Linked DNA regions of Mus musculus: region 2 is linked to region 1. The links are chromatin contacts, called in public Hi-C maps. All regions are on one chromosome and are shown on one strand. The core of a region is the stretch at or near the end of the contact, and the rest is flanking DNA. Distances in the headings are between cores, read along the strand shown.

Region 1 (5,422 bases), core at 1,699-4,198:
GGCTTCTGATGTAATCAAGCTTACCAAGGATATGTTTCCGTTAAGCTTTGTCACCAAGACTGCCATCCGTTATCCTGTTTCCCATATCAAAAAGAGCATCAGTCTGCCAGCCAGGCAGGATGACCCTGGCTAATGACCCTAAAAGTACAACGCCAATCTGATTCAAAATAATTGGGACAATAGTTTTGCTGTGTAAATCTCCCATTTGTCCAAAATGGCTAAGCTTCCGCTTCTGTCCCTTTAAACATGTTTAATTGCTCAGAGTATAACTTGGAGCTGGGCCCTAACAGAGACTTACAGATGATAGCATGTGTAGACTATTATAGCTCAAAATCTATCAAAGCTGTAAAAGATTTCTGTTCAGGAACAGTTTCTCTTTGGGCATTTGTCAGACCAGATCTACAGTGTTCTTAAAAAGCTTTTTCCGTCATTACTCTGTGGGTGCTTGGGGGGCTGAAGGGAGCCTTAATTCGTCAACGGTTGGGGTGCAGAGGTTCTTATGTTCAGCCACAGTTAACGATGGATGTACCTTAAGATTGTGACACTTGATCTCCTGCAGTCTGCAGCACCTTCCATGGGGAACACAGACTTCTGGAAAGTTCTCCGCTATTTAAGTCTCCTGTACCCTTCAGAAGGGTTCCGGAACATTCTCCTCATATCTGATGGGCACCTCCAGAGTGAGAGTCTGACACTGCAGCTTGTGAAAAGAAATATCCAGCACACCAGAGTGTTCACCTGTGCTGTTGGGTAAGTTTCAGAGATCGGGTCACCATTGTGACCAAGGCAGCTGGTGGACAAGTCTTTAGTTTGTCTGGGAACTTTGCAAGCTTGGAAGCTGGTATGAATACATGAAATCTGTATGTTGCAGAGGAGCTGAGCTCTTGGCTTGGGACCACGCTGCCAGTGGTTCACGACCACAGGGACCTCGGGCAGGCGGTTTCATGTGTAAAACAGGGCTTCATGGGACTGTTATTTAGTATAAAGGTTTAGATGACTAGCTTGTCCTGAGCAGCCTGGCACAGCTCCCTGGGGCTGATTTGCACATGTGCATGGTTGGCAATGCCTACCCTTGGGGCTGCAGCCTGCCTCACACCTGCCTTCTCCCTCTCCTTTGCTATCAGTTTTCTGCATTTGCACCTTTGAAGCCCTGAGGTCACAGTCTTTCCTCACGTTGTTGGATTGTAGTTGGCATCTGTGTAAGGCAAAGGCAAGGAGAGTTTCCTGCTGCTCTAGCAGAATCCCTACCTGGTGCCTGGCCCTGAAGCCCAGAGATTCATCCTGCACAGCTGCCTCTCCTGGGCACCAGGTGTCCCTCTTCTGAGGCAGGATGGGAGGCAGATTAGTGAGGAGGTTTGTAGACCGCTGTGCCGTCCTCACACGTGAGCCCTGACTACAAGCTCTGGGCCTCAAGGGTCCAGAATATCCATGATACCTTCCCAGTCTTTCCATCCCTGCCTCTTCATAGCCTCGGAAGGCACTCTACGGCGACTGATGGTAAAAGCGAAACTGGGTGCTCCAAGCTCCAACAACTCTCCATGCCTCTGTTTAGTTTTTCCCCTTTGTATCGGTTGTTTTGGTTTATTTTAAGACAAGGTCTCACTCAGTAGCCCAGACTAGCCAGAAAATTATTATGTAGACCAGGCTGGCCTGAATCCTGAGATCCTCTTGCCTCTTGAATGCTAGAACTATAGGCATATGCCTCCGTGCCCAGCTGGGCTGATATTTTTGTTTTATGACAAGGTCTCTGATCTTCCTGCCTTTACCTTCCAAGTGTAGAATTACCGATGTGTACTGGCACACCTGTCTGGTCAGTACTGGGATTGAACCCAGGACCTTGTGCATGCTAGGCAAACACGCTACAAAGTGAGCTACATCCTAGCTCTTTAGGCAGCTATCTTTTATCAAGTATCATTCTCATATCTTTGAAGTTTTTTGGTTTGTTCACAGTTTGGTTTGTTTAAGAAAGGTATCTGCGTAGCCCAGGCTGGCCTTAAATGTAACCAAGGAGCCTGGCGGTGATGGCCTATTATCCCAGCACTGGAGAGGCAGAGGCAGGTGGATTTGTGAGTTCCAGGCCAGCCTGGTCTACAGAATGAGTTCCTGGACAGCCAGGGCCACACAGAGAAACCCTGTCTCGAAAAAACAAAAATAACAACGACAAAAAAAAGTAACCAAGGACATGCTTGGACTCCTGGTCTCTTGCCTGCATCTCACAACCATGCCACCAAATCCTGCACCTTTTGCTGTTGCCATTACTGTGGTTGTTGTTTGTTTGTTTGTTTTTAAGTGTGGAAGTATTTGGTTTTATTTACTTATTTTACTTTATTTTATTTCTTTTTCAAGACTGGGTTTCTCTATATATCCCTGGCTGTCCTGGGTCTCACTGTATAGACCAGGCTGTCCTTGAATTTAGAGATCTGCCTGCCTCTGCCTCCCAAATTCTGGGATTAAAGGAGTGTGCCACCAACTGCCTGAATTTATGTACTTATTGTTTAATATTTCTGCTACAGAGGTCTCTGCAAATACCCTGGCCAGAAAGAGTGTCATTTGTGTGAGGCAAGAAAAAAAAATCTGCTTCAACACAACTCAGTAGCCGGTGTTGGTTTGAAACACCAGAGTCTGAAACAGGAAGTTTATTTTAGGCATATTTAAGCACAATACATTTTGGGGCGGGAGGAGGTTTTTGGTGTAACACGATCCTCTGTGTACAATAAAACTTACGGCATACTTACATCGAAGCTCTCACATGTTATCTTAAGGGCTTGGGGAGCCATTGTGGCCACCATCATACGGATAGCACAGAGGTCACCAGACTTCTAACATCTCCATTCCCAGCCTCTGGGCAGAAAACCAGTTGTGCATTTCTTCCTCTGGAGAGAGAACACTGCATGTTTAACAGTCCTGGGTTTCCTAACGCTTATCTGTACAAGGACTTTGCGCCCTCTACATTTTGCCAGTGCTTTATTGACTCAAGAGCCCCACTCGCCTTGGGTGTGCCCAACCATGAGCTACACCCTAGCACATTTAATCTGTTTACCTCAGGGACAGAAGAACAAATTCTTAACTCATCTTTCTTGACATTGTTAACATCTATTTAGCAACTATGTCTAGAATGGCTTGAAAATTACTGGGTATCATGCCACAAACATAATCTCAGCTCCTGACAAGATGAAGTAAGAAACTAAAAGCTCAAAGCCAGCACAGGCTACTAAGTAAGACCAGTCTAAAAACTAACTCAGCTGAGCTTACCATTGTGAGACCCCAACTTAGAGCATTTCTCCCTGGAAGCCAGAGATGCGATAATTGTAGGAAGACCTACAAGGACATGGAGATGGACGCCGGAGAGGAGGCTGCAGCTCACTCCCCCCCTCCTTTGCCAGAAAGGAGATGTAACCAACTCTCCTCCCTACTCCTCCCAACTCCTCCCAACTCTCGTCGCAGCTCCTCCCAATTCCTCAGCTAGTTGTTAAAAGTCCCCTACTGTTACCACTCAGGGTCGAACTCCCCTGCCCTGCACCCTGCACGGTGGAGGGACTTTGTCCTCAGCTAGCTGATAATAAAACCTCTTGCAGTTTGCATCAGGTGTGGTTTTCTCTCCAGTCATTGGGGTGCTGGCCAGCTCATCCCGGGACTTGAGTGGAGGCCCAGCTTCGGGGGTCTTACACCATAATGTTAAATACTTGAAAGAGGTGGAAAGATTGCCCCAAGTTCAAGAATAGCTTAGTAACAGAGTGAGACTCTTAAGAAAGAGAGAGAGAGAGAGAAGAAAGAGAAGAGAAGAAAATAAAATGAGGCAGAGGCAGAGGCAGAGGCAGGAGGATCTCTATGAGTTCGAGGCCAGTCTGGTGTAGAGTGTGTTCCAGGGGCTACATAGATAAGCCCTGTCTGAAAAAGAAAATTGTTTTTAATTAAAATGTGTGAAATGTGATCAGTTCCACAGCAAATCGTCACATCTTAAGGACCTTGTCTCAGTGTGGCGCTGGAGTATTTGAATATTTTAACTCAAAATCTAAGCACAGTTGGAAAAAACAGGTATGTGGGTTTCTTTTTTAAACATCTTGCCTGTACTCGTTTGTTTACATGTGGAAATCCTATCTCCTTACAAGTCGGTAGCAACTTCTATCTTTTGTGAATAGACAAGACTGACAAGGAAGCCGAAGCTTTTGAAACATTTTCTTTAATAATTAGAAAGGCCAACCCGGACATGGTAGTGCATGTCTGTATTCTCAGCACCTCTCTTCCCTCTGCCCCACAGCACCTGGATTACAGACGTGACCACACCCCATGCTAGTTCTTCATTGTGATAAAATGCACACAAGATTTACAGATCCAAAGTTGTCTAACCATCATTTCCAGTCACTTCCAGAGCTTAGCCACACCCCCAACAGGAAGTATAATAATGTGATATAAATTAAATATAATAGTAACTCTCTTTGCCTCCTGCCTTCAGTGCTGGACAATATCTATTCTATTTCTAGTCTTTATGAGTTTACCTTTTCCAGATACTTCTAGATAGAGGCATAAAACATTTGCTCTTTTGTGTCTGGCTTATTATCATAATAGTCACAAGACTTATCAGTGTGTTGTGTTGTTGACAGAATTTCTTTTCATTTTAAGGCCAAGTATTTTATTATTTTTTAATTGTGTTTTGAAAAAAAAAAAAAAAAAAGGAATCTCGTGTAACCCAGGCTGAGCTGAGGGTGGACTTGATCTCTTAATCCCACTGCCTCTATTAATCTAAGTGTTGAGAGTACAGGTGTATGCCACAGTGCCCATCTTAGCGATGAAAAATAGTGTATCAAATGTTCATATATGATTATTCTATCACAAATAGAGTAAGTGATAAAGAGAGAGGTAGACAGACAGAGAGAGGTGCACACACCTCATTATATTTGTTAACCTATCAATGAACTTGACCTACCCCACCACACGCCGCTGTGATGTTGCTTGCATGAATGCTGGCTCACAGTATCTGTCGAGCCTTTCCATTTGTTCAACTTTGGGTTTGCACTCAGAAGTAGAAGTCTGTTTTCCATGGCAGCTGCACATTTTCCACTCCTGCTGGCAAGGATACAGAGCTTCCCAGCTTGTGTGGCAAGTGCTTCCACTGTTGTGCCATCTCCACAAGCTGAAATAGAAAAACTTAAGTATATTTATTCAAGCTGATGGCACCTTAAATCCCAGCACTTGAGAGGCAGAGGCAGAGAGGCAGAGAGGCAGAGAGGCAGAGAGGCAGAGAGGCAGAGAGGCAGAGGCAGGCAGATCACTATAAGTTTGAGACCTGCCTGGTCTACAAAGCAAATTCCAAGCCAGCCAAGACTATATATTAAAACCTTGTCTCAAAATAAAACATCCCTACCCCACCCCTGGAAAAATGCCCCATTACAGGAAGGAAAAAAACCTCTAAAATTCTCAAAGACAC
Region 2 (5,422 bases), core at 1,047-3,546, 460 kb after region 1:
GAGGAAGGGAGGAAGGGAGGAAGGGAGGAAGGGAGGAAGGGAGAAAAGGCAAGGCAAGGCAAGGCAAGGCAAGGCAAGGCAAGGCAAGGCAAGGCAAGGCAAGGCAAGGCAAGGCAAGGCAAGGCAAGGCAAGGCAAGGCAGGTTTTAATTTGCTCTGTGGTCTGAAGGCTGGAAGATTAGATCTACCATCTTATGGTGTAGGCTTCATGCTTCTCATAGATGGGGGGAAGGAGTGGTGGTAAGTTTCTGCAGAACAGGGGAGGTGGACTCTTATGGCCACTAACCCGCTCCTAGGAGAAAAACATTGAGTTATTCATGATGGCAGATTCCTTGTAGTCTCTTAAATGCCTCACCACCTCTCAGCACCACTACTTTGGGATCAAGCCTCAGCACTAATTTTGATGGGGACAAGCTAGATCTAAACTTGTACCTCCCAAGCTCAGAATGACACAGAGGTAACATACAGGACAAGCAGACAAGCAGAGGGAGATCTCAGCTCTAAAAAGCTAGAATAAGGTGACTTCATATTAATTTGATTTGACTATTTTTGTGTGACTGTAGTAGTGTAGTGTGTGTGTGTGTGTGTGTGTGTGTAGCCAATCAGTAAGCTCCAGGGTTAGTAAGAACCAATCAGTAAGCTCCAGGGTTAGTAAGAACCAATCAGTAAGCTTCAGGGTTAGTAAGAGCCAATCAGTAAGCTCCAGGGTCAGTAAGAGCCAATTAGGAAGTTCCAGGGTTAGTAAAGGCCAATCAGTAAGCACCAGGGTAAGAGCCAATCAGTAAGCTCCAAGGTTAGTAAGAGCCAATCAGTAAGCTCCAGGTTAGTAAGAACCAATCGGTAAGCACCAGGGTTAGTAAAGGCCAATCAGTAAACTCCAGGGTTAGCAAAGACCAATCAGGAAGTTCCAGGGTTAGTAATGGCCAATCAGTAAGCTCCTGGGTTAGTAAGAGCTTCTGGTTTTGGTCCTTCAATCACTGGCCTGAGCACTCATGTGATTGGCTAGGCTGGCTAATCAACCAGCTGTGGGAATACTATCCAGTGATGGGCTTGCAGACAGATGCCACAGCATGTGGCACCTTTAATGTGGGTGCTGAGGATACAAAGTCAGGTCTCTCCACGCTTGCATAGGAAACACTTTACCAAATGAGCCATTTTTCTCAGTTTCGATTTTATTTTATTTTTTGAGACAGGGTCCCACTGTATAGCTCAGGTTGGACACAGACTTGTGATACTCCTATCTTGGCCTCCTTGACTACTGGAATTGCAAGTGTGTGGCACCATGCCAGCTGGAAAGGTAACTTTCTAAGGTACCTCTTTCTAAAATAGATGTTGACCTTTTGTAAGGACAGACTAAACGCCCCCTGGGCTTGAGGCTGGCGCCATCCAGAACAGGGTAGAGCGTATTGAGCCTGGCAGGTTGAATCCATCTCCCAAATGAAGAGGGCAGGTGGGTTTTGGGGGTTGATGACGAGGGAGGGGCAGAAAGAGGGAGACAAGACAGAGAGTGTTACTCAGTCCAGGTACTCTCTTGAACTAAGAGCACACAGGGAAGAAGGGCCTCATCTGAGGCCAAGGTGTCATTGTATCCGGTATAAGGGGACAGGATCACCTCCTTTCATGTTGGAGCTCGTGGATCTTACATTCTCTAATGCTTGACTAGATGTGAGTGGAGCTAGAACACGTATCTTCTCCTGGTCACCGCCCAGGGTTCGTGCGCTTTTCTTACTCGGTACATCATCCTCATCGCAGTGGGCTGGTCTCTGGCTGCCTCATCCAGTTTGTCGTCTCAGTTCATACGGACACCCCCTGGCTTGTCAGTGCTGGCCCAGTACCCTCGGGCCTGAGCACCTGTGATGCCCCTGCCTCCAGCTCTTCCTCCCCAGAGTCTGCAATGCTATCATTCCTTCCCGGCCCAGAGACTTACGCTTCCTCATTAGATGTGGGAGATGAGGTTCTCAAGCTCCAACAAACCAGTCCTGACCTCGTTTTGGCAGGAACTCAAAGAGAAGTCAGAAGCTTGCTGAATCACCCACACCGGCCGGCCGGCCGAGCATCCTGGCAAGGCCTGTAATTAGAGCCTCTCTTTCACACCTTGAATCTTGAGGGCCCCACGTCTGAAATGAGGGGTGTCCCAGTGCCTGCTGCAAGTTTATGAGCAGCACACAGACTCCTTTCCTTTGGAACTCAGGGGTGCTGCCTGCGTCTGGCTTCTGTGGAGGAGGAAGTAATGTGTGTGGATTAGTAAAAGATCATTTTCCTGCTGTTTGTCTTGGCCTCCGTGCTTCAGAATTCAAGCACTTGTACTCTTGACCCTGCAGTGGTGGCTGGTTTTGAGTCCACTTCCTGTCTGATCGCTAAACTGCTCCTTCTCTGAGGACCTTCAGCTGAAGCCACTTACCTGCTAACACTTAATTAATTAATAATTAATATTGTAATTAATTTTTTGTTGCAGGATTGGCAGTGAAACCCAAAACGTCACACATGCTAAGCAGGCACGGGGCCATCAAATCATTTTCTTAATTTTTTACTTTTTTATTTTTTGTGTGTGACAGGGTCTCAAGTAACCCAGGTTGACCTTAAACTTCCTGTGTGGCCAGAATGGCTTTGAATCTCTGGCCCTTCTTCTCCCTCCCATGGTACTGAGATTACAGGTATGTACCACCATGCCTGACACCCTGATGCTGTGGTGGACTCAAGGAATGCACATACCTAAGCTTGAATGCTCGCTGTTGAAATACTAGAGACATTTAAAATAATTTGCCAGTTAGGAAAAGCTTTCTATGGCACACAGTCCAATTGAATCTTAACACACACACACACACACACACACACACACACACACACACACACACAAGACTTAGGTCTTTCAAATTCCAGCTTGGTGGCTTGTTCCATGTCTTCTTTGGACAAGCCCTCCAGCTCTCCTCTCCTCTGCTCTCCTCCTTGGTAACTAAGGGGAGGCCACGCCTACTTTATTGGCATCCTAGAGATGCCAACATTGGCAAAGAGAAGGGACAATTAAATTCATTGAGGCCTGTGTGGTGTGTCAGCAACTCTGCCAACCACTTTCTTATCTTGGTATCATTTAAATTAGTTTGAACACTTAAAAGGTTGTGTAAATGTGGCTGTCTAGTATTAGAAGCTGTTTTGTATTATTGTTAGTTGTGTTCCCTCAGGGGAAGTGAGCTGCCCTGAGCTCAGTTCTTTATCTGGAAACTGGGCCTAATACCTCCAGACTCAAATGACTGTCACAGGACTTAGCTATGAAGGAAAGGGTTGAGGCAGAAGTCAGAGCACTTTACAAATATTAGGCGCACTTACTAATGCTCATGATAAATTCTTCAAATTGTTGTGCGATAAAGATCTTGTCAGGGTTTCTCAGGCGGCTATCTTTCCCATCAGAGCTGTCTGTCCAAGTTAAAGACAGCTTACTGGAATATTTCTGTATCCTTTTGTCCAATACAGGATTTAAATATACCCTGCGATTAGATTGTAATGCCAATAAAAAGAAAAGAGGGGATGTCAGAGCATAAGCCCAGGGTGACAACCCTGGGACTGGCATTCTAGATTCTGGGGAGGAGACTCTTTCTGGGAAGAGAGGCTCATGGCGTTTTGCAGTTTTTGTTTTCTGTTTTAAGACAGGAGTTGCTTTGGGGAGCTTTATCTTAAGAATCCGAACGGTTGTGTAGGCAAGCAAGCAAGCAAGGCAGCTACTGTTCGGTTGACCTCGTTCTGCTGTGAAGAATTTGCACTGTGTGAAGTGTGTTCAGGAAACCCTGAATAGCCTTGGCACACCTCCGACGTGCTGCTTCGTGGTAAAGTTTCCTGTCCTCAAAAGAGAAGACATTTAAAGGAAGAGGAGGGACCAAAGAACGGGTCACCTAGACAACAGGGATCTGGGCACCTGGTAGGAAGGAAACCTTAGCTTATTTACTCCTTGAATGTTGGGAGAGAACAGCCAGGACCCTGCCCTAGAGCCTCACTCATGAAAGCTGAATCTGGGACAGTGAGTCCTCCCCTCTAACTGCTCCCAGTTCCACTGTCTCCAGGGTGGATCCCAAGTGGATGCTGTGTACATGGCCTTCATTCTGGTGCCTAAGCTCCACTCTGTGGACCCTGTCACCAAGTTGGTGTGAGGAAATGTAACATTTAATATTATGGGTCTGGGCCACACCAATAAACTACGAGGCATTGTAGTCAAAGCTGCTGCCGCCTTTCAGTCACCTGACCTCGGTGGCCATTGAATAAGTGACCTTGGTCTAAAACAATTGCTCCAATGTTCTGTTCTGATGCTCTGGGTGGATCGCTGCTTGTGTCAGAGCAGATGTTTCCAGGCTGTTGCTGGGGCCAATGTCACCATTCCTGTTAGTTTCAGATTGTCTATTAGTTCTAGATAGGGTCTCATTATATGAGACACCCCACCCTCCTGCATGGCTCAAAAGTTTACTGATTTTTATTCTTTGTGTGTAAGTGTCTTGTGTGCACGCACATATATGTGCACCATATGCATTCCTGGTGGTAGGAAGCTAGAAGAGGGGCTCAGATTCTCTGGAACTGGAGTTACAGATAGTCGTGAGTCACCATGTGGGTGTGAGGAACCAAACCCAGGTCATAACCACTAAGCCATCTCTCTGGCTTCCTAGTCTGGCTTTGAACTTGCAATCCACCAGCCTCCGGCTGCTGATATTGCAGCTGTAGCACTGCCACATCTGGCTCAGTCCTTATTTTGACCAGGGAGCTGACAGGGGTGGGAGGTACTGCTCAGCTGTTTCCACTCATAGCCTCTGGCTGCGTGGACAGGCTGGAAGGGGTAGGGACCTCCATCCGGTCTGCGTCCCAATCCCCTTTGAGAAGCCCTCTGTGGACACAAGCAATTCTGATGCTCCATACCTCGCCTTAGAGGTGTAGAGAGCAGGGAAGGCTGAGAGAGCCAGGTGCCCCGGATCTGGATCTTGTGCATAGAAAGATCTGCACAGAAAAATTCCCTGCTTCTTGGGAGGGAAAAAAAACTAAAAGTCTCATGTTTGGTCTCAATCTTTAAAAGCTCAGTAGAGATGCAGGTGGGGCCAAGAGCACGGAGCACAGCCAGGTAGGTGGAGAGACTGGATATCCACAGCAGTCAGGACACTGGTTCTTTTAGACTTTCATTCACACACACTGGCTTTTGCCCCAAACCTCTCATGTTTTAAATTTTTATTTCTCTTGTCATTGACAGAATAACTATACATGTTTATCAGCCATGTGTTGTTTCTTTACATGTAAATGCAGTACAAAAATCAAATTAAGACCACTCAAAGCCCAGATGCCGGCACTCAGGCGGTAGAGGCAGGCAGATCTCTGAGTTTGAGGCCAGCCTGGTCTACAGAGCAAGTTGCAGGACAGCCAGGGCCACACAGAGAAACCCTGTCTCGAAAAACAAA

The links. A called contact is a pair of places that touch in the nucleus more often than the background predicts.
Region 2: a contact with region 1 is called in a Hi-C map of liver, with 2.5 times the contacts expected there. The contact joins two enhancer-like sites. A contact is called at or near these places in 1 of 39 promoter capture datasets (liver) and 1 of 484 Hi-C or Micro-C datasets (liver).

The regions. Positions count from the first base shown.
Region 1 is chr14:56,623,458-56,628,879 of GRCm38.p6, forward strand. It overlaps Parp4 (poly (ADP-ribose) polymerase family, member 4), which reads left to right. Exons shown (of 35, transcript NM_001145978.2): 24 at 560-747; 25 at 3,933-4,032. Among named protein-coding and RNA genes, the nearest start is that of Gm16573, 5.7 kb to the left of the region's middle. Within about 2 kb of position 2,949, at least 7 of the 459 cell types and tissues checked have an H3K27ac peak or open chromatin away from gene starts, as enhancers often do. A contact at or near this core is called in liver, where this site is marked.
Region 2 is chr14:57,082,290-57,087,711 of GRCm38.p6, forward strand. No RefSeq gene overlaps it. Among named protein-coding and RNA genes, the nearest start is that of Gm32912, 20 kb to the right of the region's middle. Within about 2 kb of position 2,297, at least 30 of the 459 cell types and tissues checked have an H3K27ac peak or open chromatin away from gene starts, as enhancers often do. A contact at or near this core is called in liver, where this site is marked.